Linked DNA regions of Sus scrofa: region 2 is linked to region 1. A link is a contact called in public HiChIP or PLAC-seq data. All regions are on one chromosome and are shown on one strand. Each heading gives the region's core, a stretch centred on a gene start, on an enhancer-like site or on the middle of the called end of the contact. The rest is flanking DNA. Distances are from core to core; before and after follow the strand shown. Region 1 overlaps C10H9orf3 (aminopeptidase O). Region 2 overlaps C10H9orf3 (aminopeptidase O).

Evidence for each region. HiChIP or PLAC-seq counts read pairs in DNA pulled down with a chosen protein or histone mark.
Region 2: an H3K27ac HiChIP or PLAC-seq map of skeletal muscle shows a contact between it and region 1. The contact joins two enhancer-like sites. A contact is called at or near these places in 5 of 5 promoter capture datasets (fetal liver, fetal skeletal muscle, liver and 1 more), 3 of 47 Hi-C or Micro-C datasets (embryonic fibroblasts, retroperitoneal adipose tissue and skeletal muscle) and 1 of 2 datasets of contacts at active chromatin or transcription factors (skeletal muscle).

What each region holds. Positions count from the first base shown.
Region 1 is chr10:27,396,057-27,401,058 of Sscrofa11.1, forward strand. All of the region lies in intron 3 of C10H9orf3 (aminopeptidase O), which reads right to left. Among named protein-coding and RNA genes, the nearest start is that of C10H9orf3, 74 kb to the right of the region's middle. Within about 2 kb of position 2,370, at least 33 of the 83 cell types and tissues checked have an H3K27ac peak or open chromatin away from gene starts, as enhancers often do. A contact at or near this core is called in skeletal muscle, where this site is marked.
Region 2 is chr10:27,455,171-27,460,172 of Sscrofa11.1, forward strand. The region is part of intron 1 of C10H9orf3 (aminopeptidase O); the gene reads right to left. Among named protein-coding and RNA genes, the nearest start is that of C10H9orf3, 15 kb to the right of the region's middle. Within about 2 kb of position 2,056, at least 1 of the 83 cell types and tissues checked has an H3K27ac peak or open chromatin away from gene starts, as enhancers often do. A contact at or near this core is called in skeletal muscle, where this site is marked.

The DNA.
Region 1 (5,002 bases), core at 1,120-3,619:
GCCAAATATGGGGTTTAAGGTTGAATGGCACTAAAACTCTGTGCACAAAGCGATCCATTTAAAGGAGAATGACAGCCCAAAGGGGGCATCCTGTATGACTTCATATAGAAATGGGCCATTTGGAGACTATTTAAATGGTGTTTACTTTAAATGAGCCATCCTCGATAAAACAGACAGTGAATGCCTTCGTTTTCCTTTTTGATTCAATCCACTTGCCCCTAGACTCCCTCACTACACCAGCTGCAAAACAAAGAGAACAAGCTGTACTTGAATTAACCCAAGAGTTTTTCCTCTGCAGAGGCCAGAAGCCCATCACACCACTGGATGATTTCACGGCCAGGCCGGGATTCATTAGCAGCACACACAGGGAGGGGGGTGGGAGGAAGGGGCCCAGAGGAAGTGGCGCTCCCTAACTGTGCAGGCTTGAGCAGCCACCCAGCTCGCCTCCCTCCTGGGCCTCCTCAAAAGGTTCTCAAAAAGCCTCTCCACCACCTTCTCAAACTGGAAATTATTTAGGGGAGAAAATTCTTTGACTTCAATTGTTTCACTAATAAGATAGATGCATCAGATGTTGGTCTTGTCATTGTGCTAGCAGCTGCTACAAGATCCAAATAGACATTTTCATCTCCCAAACAGGACTGAAATTTTCCTTAAAGATGACTGTGTTTTTTGTAGGTATGATAAGGATTTGAAATGGGTAATTTTTCAAATTAGAAGTTTTGAAAATACTTATAATGAGAGAGTGTTAAAACAATTACCTTAATTCTTCATATACTATTCTAAAAAATTGTCCTATGAATGGTGTTGAAGATTCTCTTTTAAGGTAGGAAAAGTGGAAAGGAAAAAAGGAAGAATGTGATGGAGTATTTGTTCATGGGAGGAGAGAGACCTTTTTATTCTAAACCTGTGAAAAACTTGGCTAGTTATTTGTTTAGAAAATCATTTTTACAAAAAGAAAAAAAATAAGTGCAAAAAATCAAGATGCTGTAGTTCTTTCTACCTATCAATCATGCCTACTACTAGTAAGTTCAATACAAAACTTATGGAATATCATTGTCCTATTCTTAGAGAAGTCGGATAAACTCACTCCAAACACACCAAAGGCACAGCCATACCATTCACAAACACCCTGCTTCCACAGGGGCAAAAGCAGATTTATCTTTGCCGAGTTAAGCATCTTCCGGAATTTCTCATTTTTAAAGGGTTAGAGTTTCACTGAAAATTAAAGCAGGCATTTAAATTCTTCTTTCAAAAGCATCCACTTCATCTTTTAAACTTTTCTACTGTAGCTTAGACAAACAAGATGCAGCTTTTGGAAACATCAAATTGATACATGCTTTCATTTATGTATCATATTTCTTCACTCAGTTCTTCTGAGGCACCTGCTTCTTTCCTACCTCAAGCTTTTTTCTTTCTCTAGTAGCTATTCTCTCTCTTTTTTTCTTTTTTTTTTTTTTTTTTTTTTGTCTTTTGCCTTTTTCAGGGCCACACCCATGGCAATATGGAGGTTTCCAGGCTAGGGGTCCAATCGGAACTTTAGCTGCCGGCCTATGCCAGAGCCACAGCAACGCCAGATCTAAGCCGTGTCTGCAATCTACACCACAGCTCATGGCAACGCTGGATCCTTAACCCACTGAGCAAGGTCAGGGATCAAACCTACAACCCCATGGTTCCTAGTTGGATTCGTTTCTACTGTGCCACGATGGGAACTCCTCTAGTAGCTATTCTTAATTTCAGAACTTCTTGCCCAAACTATGTCAAGCTATTTCATTATTTTGGAACACCTCTGTATTACAAATTTTAAATGCTTGATGATATGTATAGGAACACGCATATATATGAATATGAATTTATAAGTGTATATACTATATATTTAATGTAATAAATATAATAGATATATAATTATAAATATAATAGATATGTAACAATAATAAATATAATAGATACATAACAATAATAAATACAGTAGACATATACAACATAGGTGAAGCTCCCAGTTTTGTTGCTCTTCCTCTCTTGGCTTCTTTCTCTAGTTTTTGGGTCTCTCTGCAAACCCCGACTTTTTTTCCTCTCACTACGTTTTAGATGCTGTATCTACGCGTTCTGGTTTTATGAGCTAGTGCCACCCTCCAGAATACTCATGGTGTGACTGTCTTTCCTTAGCTCTTTTCCGCTGTTGCTCAAGGGCGGGAACTGGCATCAGAACAAAGGAGACAGTAAGACGCCCTGGGCTGGTATGCACCAACACTGCCTGACCAGGGCCATGTGCCAGATCATGCCATGGCTTCTCAGGCTCTGATGCCACTGGGCAAGGCTTCAGGTTTCCTTCCCGGTAACATGGAACCGCCTACGGCACGGACTGGAGAGAATGACCTTCAAGATCACACTAGTGAACCAGGTAGAAGAGCGCCACCTACTGAACCCAGAACACAAGCACCTCCACAGGTTTTGAGGTTTTTGTCCCTGGTGGCTAATACATAAAGGAATACCTTTCACCAGATTGGCTACCCCAAGTCTCACCTGCATTCTGACCGCAATTAAATCCTAGGATAAACTAGTTCTCCTTAAACTTAAAATACGAAATGGATCGGCACACTGGACAACAAATCATTCTGTGCCAGACGGTCATAAGCATGCTTTAGGACTTCACTTCCTTGAGAAAAATCATGAATGTCAAGCTTAAGACAAAAAACCCATAGCAACAAGAATTGGTATACACATGCCTGCCAGAATCATCCTAATCCAAAAGAGATCGTGATGACTTCCCCGTATGCCAAATATGGTAAGTGCAACGCTAGAATGACAAGCAAGAACTAGTCAAAAGCAAGTTGCGAACAAAAGAATGAACTGACAAAGATTTAGAAAGTGCAGGGCATTATGTGAGACCTTACGAAGGATGTAGCAGAGCAGAGTACTGTCCTCCATCACCAGGGGTTTTCTAATCTAAAGAGAAAAGATGTACTCACTTCTGTACTCCTACCCCTGGAAACACATGTGTGTGTGTGTGTGTGTGTGTGTGTGTGTGTGTGTGTGTGTATTAGCCTGGAATAAAGTTTCCTCGGTTGGAGAAATAAGGAGCTCTCCCTACTTCGCATTCTCTCTTTGTGTAAACAATCATGACCAGTCCTACACGTCTTTTAATTTACCAGGTCCTTACACGTCATTCCTGGTTGCTTGCTGTGGGAGCAGGCTAAATAGTACTGCTTATTTGGAGCCATCAAGAGAGAAGAAAAGTTGGCTTTCAGTGGCACACCAGAGGGTCCAGACCCTGAAATCTTGGCTTTTCTCTAGACTTTCCATACAAAATCAAGACAGAATGTCAGGGAGCTGGTCTATTGGACAGGCTGGAGAGCAGCATTTTGCCCGGGATGAAGTAATGTCTACAGTCTCTTACTTTTGCATAGAAAAACAAAATCAGATCCTAAGCGAGGGCACATACAGCTTTTAACACCTTTCATTTGTTCATATGCTTCTTCTCCAACATTTGGAAGGAGCTTAAATTAGCCAGTCTTATTCATTCACTTGAAGCTTCCTAGGAAAAATATAAGCGGAATGTTCTAATTTTCTAGGAATTAGACTCTAAATTAGACCCTGAAAAAATAAAACAAAATTCAACAACAACAAATTACCAAATGGTGGAACAGGAATGTACTACATCGATTTTTTTTTTCCTTTTAAAAGATACTGAGTTTGGAGAAAAGGCATAAACTCTAATCAGAAGCAAAACTAAAGGAAAGACCCTGAAATCACTTTTGTTACTATCAGTGGTGATCTTAAATGCTTCTTCCATGAATATATTACTTCTGTCTGATTACAGAGAACACATTCATTCAACAAGTAAGTACTGAACACCTATTCTATACGAAACACTGTACTGGGCATTGGGTCTCTGGGCGTAATAGTTTAGCTATATTTTGGCAGGGAATACAGGCTGACAACAAGAGTCAGGCTAACATTTCTGTCTGCCCAAATGACATGATGGTGAGAAAGTTCAATAATAAAGGATAAAGGAGCCAAATAAGTCAATCTAAATCGGTTTTTTTTTTTTTTTTTTTTTTTTTTGCATTTTAGGGGCGTCCATGTGGCGTATGGAAGTTCCCAGGCTAGGAGTCGAATTGGAGCTGCAGCTGCCGGCCTACACCACAGCAACATGGGATCCAAGCCACATCTGTGACCTACACCACAGTAACACGGGATCCAAGCCACATCTGTGACCTACACCACAGCTCATGGAAACCCTGGATCCTTAACCTACTCAGCAAGACCAGGGATGGAACCCCCCCATCCTTATGGTTCCTAGTTGGATTCATTTCTGCTGAGCCACGACGGGAAGTCCGCCCAATCTAAATCTTGACTTAGCCTTGTTGAGAAAAAGGATAGAGGCTTCTCAGCTACTCAGATTTTATGATGGTCATCACACTACAGTCTAAACCATTAGCCTTCGTTTTTAAAAACAGCCAGGAGGAATGATTTCCCTCATGTAGCAAGAACTCAGAGGTCTGTCTTCTGACTTCCATCCCCCGCCCGAGGGTTGCTGTCATTTCTGTCGCTGTTATCTGCCTCATGACATTAGGCTGCTCCCAGGTGCTCTGCTTCTTTCGGGAAATCAGCTGGTGCCTGGCAAATGTACTAATCAGGCTGACGTATCGCTGGGACGGAAACTGTGACTTGTGGGTGGGTTGGGTTTTGCCTCTCATGTTTGCAAGGACAGCTCATGGTTTTAAAGGGCCCTGTGCGCAAGGGAGGGGAGGTCCTAGGAGACCAATCGACCAATCGAGAAAACATGACTCGGAGAGGAAGTAGTAGCAACTTGTATTCACATACCCGTTTTCTCTAAGGAGGGCAAACACATTTGGAGACATTATTCCATCCTCCAAATAGCCATTTTGGGGTCTGGCAAAAAGCACTGTTAGTGCTCTTGCCTGGTGGGCCTCCGATAAGCCCCAGCTGTGGGCTGCAGGAGGAATGCAGTATTAGGCATAAAGTTCTTTCTCCCTGTCTA
Region 2 (5,002 bases), core at 806-3,305, 59 kb after region 1:
ATTCATGGCATATGGAAGTTCCCTGGCTAGGGGTCGAATTGGAGCTACAGCTGCTGGCCTACACCACAGCTACAACAACACTGGATCCGAGCGGTGTCTGCGACCTATCCCATAGCTCTCGGCAATGCCAGATCCTAAACCTACTGAGCAAGGCAAGGGATCAAACCCACATTCTTGTGGATACTAGTTGAGTTCATTACTGCTGAGCCACAACTCCTATTTTTAATATTGTTAAAAATGAAAAACCAGCAAGGCAATCCAAATGGCCATCAAGTGATGAAAGGAAAAAGAAATGTAGTATATCTATACAATGGAATATTATTGCACCATAAAAAGGAATGACATACTGATGCATACTAAACATGAATGAACTTTGAAAAATTATGCTAAATGAAATGAAGAAACAAAAGGCCATATGTTATATGACTTAATTTATATGAAATGTCCGAAATAGGCAAATCTAGGGGTTTTTCTTGTGGGGAAATGGGTTAAAGATCCTTTGTTGTCACCGCAGCAGCTCAGGTCACTGCTGTGGTGCAGGTTCAATCCCCGGCTGGGGAACTTCCGTATGTTGCAGATGCAGCCCTCTGCCCCCCCCCCAAAAGACAAAATACACAAATCCACAGGGACAGAAAGCAGATTAGTGGTTGTCAGGGTCTGGGGAAAGGCAAAACAGGGAGTGACTACTAATGGATATAGGGACCCCTTTTGGAGTGATGACAAGATCCTAAATTAAACAAAGATGGGAGTGGATTAGCAATGAGATCCTGCTGTGTAGCACTGGGGACTACGTCTAGTCACTTATGATGGAGCACGATAATGTGAAAAAAAAGAAGGTATAAATGTATGCGTAACTGGGTCGCCATGCTGTACAGTACAACAGTAAAAAAAAAAAAAAAAAGAAAGAAAGAAAGAAAAATAAACAGAGATGGCTACACAACCCTATGAATATACTAAAAACTACTGAAATGTACAATTATATGGTATGTGAATTACATCTCAATGAAGCTGTTATCTTAAAAAGTGCAGGACAAAAGAAAAGTGAACCATTTAAAAGTTTTACGGCTTTCTTACAAGAATCCTACAGAGGATAAAAAATCTTATATAATTTGGAACAAAGGACTCAATAAAAACAGAAGTGATATTAGCAAGGATTAGTATAAGCCTGGTGTTTTAAAGGAACTATTTTTTAAAGATACTTATTGATTTAAAGAGGACTTTCCAGTTAAAGAACTATGCTATGCTAAGTACACATCTCCTAACATGGCCTAGCATTTCAACCTTAGAATTTATTGCAATATTATTTTAAAGACTATTTCAAAAACCGCTAGCCTTGAGTATTTGTATAAAACAGTATTTCCCAAGCTTTCATCACACAGGTCCCATCACCAGTATTTGTGTCAGCCTCGCACCATCTGTATTTTTATGAAATACAGTTCTTCAATCTACTTCACCATCGACTCACCTTTGTCATAATCATGAAATCATGGGTCTGAAGTGCTAATTCACATCTTCCCGCCATACATTAAAATTCAAACTATGCTTACCCATGCAGCACTTTAAAATACCTACAACTCAAGGAAACACTGGTTTTAAAAAATCAGCTTAGCCTGGGAACATATTTATATTTTAAAAAGTGATGGGGAAGTTAGAATGTTCAGAAAACTACTCTTCAGAAAAATTTAGGACTTTTCTATAGAGTAAGGCACATGTTCAGTGGGAGCAACGGGGCTGGCACTTAGCCAAGAAAAAGTATTTGAGCCCAGTGCTGGGGTGGATGGTAGAGGAAGATGGTGGGCAGTTGGCCTTTGTGAGGGAAGTGGCTGAAAGAACAGGGATGCCAGGCCTTCTCTACAAGTTCCTGGATACAGTGATACAGTCCAGGTGCCACTGCTGTGTTCAGCTTGTAAAAAGGAGTTGAACTTGGCAGAAGGGTGGCTGATAATCAGATATCAACCCTGCTTCCTTCCTGTCGACACCAGTCCTAATAGCCTGCAGAATCACCTACTAAAGCAGTGACTCCAGGGCAGAGAGAGAGAAGAGTCTGGGCTCTGCTGCACCTGTTCCTTCTGTCTAAGGGAAACACGGGTTAGGTTTCGTTTTGAAATATTAGGACCATGGGTGGCCTGAAACAGCTTCCTAAGAGGAGTTTATCCCCATTCCTGACGGGAGATGTCATCATACCTTTGCAAAAAACAAAACAAAAAACAAAACAAAACAAAAAAAAAACTCACATGGAAGACGCTGGAAAATTTGATCACTTTCTTTTTCACTCCCTTTTCTCACTGCAGAGGGATAAACTGCCTCTCTTAGTAGTTATCCATCCTAAGAAGGTAAAACAAGAACATGCCACTATCTTTATTCATTTAATAAGCCCTCGCTGGGAGTTACCGTCGGGGCTCAGTGGTTAACGAATCCGACTAGGAACCATGAGGTTGCAGGTTCGACCCCTGGACTTGCTCAGTGGGTTAAGGATCCAGTGATGCCATGAGCTGTGGTGTAGGTCACAGATGCAGCTCGGATGCCACGCTGCTGTGGCTGTGGTGCAGGCCGGCGGCTACAGCTCTGATTAGACGCCTAGCCTGGGAACTTCCATATGCCGTGGGTGCGGCCCTAGAAAAGACAAAAAAAAAAAAAGAAGTCCAAGCTGAATTCCGGAATAGCAAGGGCTTCAGAAAGACAGCGAATGAAGGCTCTTGCCAAAGAAAGTAGAAAAACAAACCAACTAAAAAAAAAAAAAAAAAACTTCCTGCCGCATTCCTATTCGTTAATTATTTTCCTGAAAGTAAGATATAACAACTTTTAAAAATAATTCTATACAAGAAAAAAAAATCAAAAATCATTTTAGATAAATCTGCTCCTGCCCCTGAAAGTGACCTTAGGGTTCTAGTCAGTAGGCTCAATGACGTATTATTTTTCTTAACACTCTTTTTCTATTCCTTTTTTTAAGAACACTAGCCACGGGTTCTTAACTCACTGAGCCACGATGGAAATTCCATTTATACTCTTGATATCTTTTAGACTTCAAGCACATGGCTTGGAGATGTAGAAAGATACATTTCCCTAGTATTTTTCTCAAGTTAACTTATCCTTTTTTATCATATAGTTATTTTTAAAAAAATTTAATATAGTTGATTTACAATGTTGTGTCAATTTCTGCTGTACAGCAAGTTGACCCAGCCACACACACATATACATTCTTTACCTCATATTCTCTTCCATCATGCTCTGATTTATTCTTTGACTGAGTGAAGCTTTAATATGTAGACCCAAAACTGTAAAGATGGGCTTCCTAAAGATTATTCAGAAAATATTAACTATAGGAGTTCCTGTCATGGCTCAGTAGTTATTGAGCGGGTTCAATCCCTGGCCTCGCTCAGCGGGTTGAGGATCCGGCATTGCCATGAGCTGCGGCACAGGTCTCAGATGCAGCTTGGATCTTACATTGCTGTGGCTGTGGTGCAGGCTGGCAGCTGCAGCTCTGATTCAACTCCTAGCCTTGGGAACTTCCATATGCTGCGGGTGCGGCCCTAAAAAGTGAAAAAAGAAAGAAAGATAAAGAAAATATTAATGATAGAACTACAAAACCTTTAAGTCTAAGTGGTTGTGTGCTATATTACACTGTCGAAGTGGTCTCCAGGGGTATTTTTAATCTAGGGAGACTACTCATGATTTTTCAAAGAATTTTATCCCAAGCATCAATTTCCAGTGAACATTACACATGCCAGCAGCTTCATTACTAGCAATTCAGATTAACATCTGTGAATATCCTCAGAAATTCATGAAAACATTTGTTTTATAACCAGACAAATCACAGCTCTTCTCAGAGATCTACCACAGTGCTTGTCAAAGTGAGGTGTGAAGCTCACATGCCCTGGAATCAAATGGAGAGGGAAAGGCTGGTGGGAATGGTGCTTATTAAAAATATAGATCCTGGAGTTCCCAGTATGGCACAATGGGATCGGCAGCATCTTGGGAGCGCTGGGACACAGGTTTGATCCCCGGCCCAGCACAGTGGGTTAACAATCCGGTGTTGCTGCAGCTTTGGCTTGGATGGCAACTGTAGCTCAGATCTGATCCTTGGTCTGGGAACGCCATATGCCAAGAGGCAGCAAAAAGAAAAAACTCCTTTAGATTCTTCTAGGAGTTCCCTTGTGGTACAGTGGGTTAATGATCCAGGGTTGTCACTACAGCGACTTATAGGTCACTGCTTTGACTCAGGTTTAATCCCTGGCCCAGGAACTTCCAGGTGCTGCAGGTGTGGCAAAAACAAAAAATATTAAAAAAAAAAACCTTCTAAAATATGACACAAATGAACTTAAGTGTTGTGAGAGAAGGTGAGTGCCACATTCTATATCTCTGCCATCTTCATCTCTCCCAAGACAAATGAACTTATTGACGAAATAGAAACAGACTCACAAACACAGAAAACAAACTTATGGCTACCAAGGGGGAAAGAGGATGGGGAAGGGATACATTGGGAGTTTGAAATTAGCAGATACAAACTACTACTTATTAAGCAGATGAACAACAAGGTCCTACTGTATGGCACAGGGAATATCTTGTAATAAACCATACTGGAAAAGAATACATACATACACACACACACACACACACAAATAATGAATCACTTTGCTGTACATCAGAAACTAACATAATACTGTAACTCAACTATACTTCAGTTTTTTAAAAAAAATACAGATTCTTAGACACGATGTCAGACCATTAAATCAAAATCTCCAAGGATGGGGCCAATAATCCACATTTTAAATAAGATGTCCAGGTAATCTTCTGTACCTTAATGCTTCTGAACCACTTAGCTATTTGAACCTACTCTTGCCATCCTAAAACCACAAAAACAGGACTCTCACAGGTCACTGCAAATATAAAGTATATTTTTTTAAAAATCAAAGAATAAATACTTAAAATGGAAAGGGAGGCAAGGTGAAAAGTTCTATTACAATCTGGTAGAATTTGGATTCCAGTGGGAACTGTAGGCATG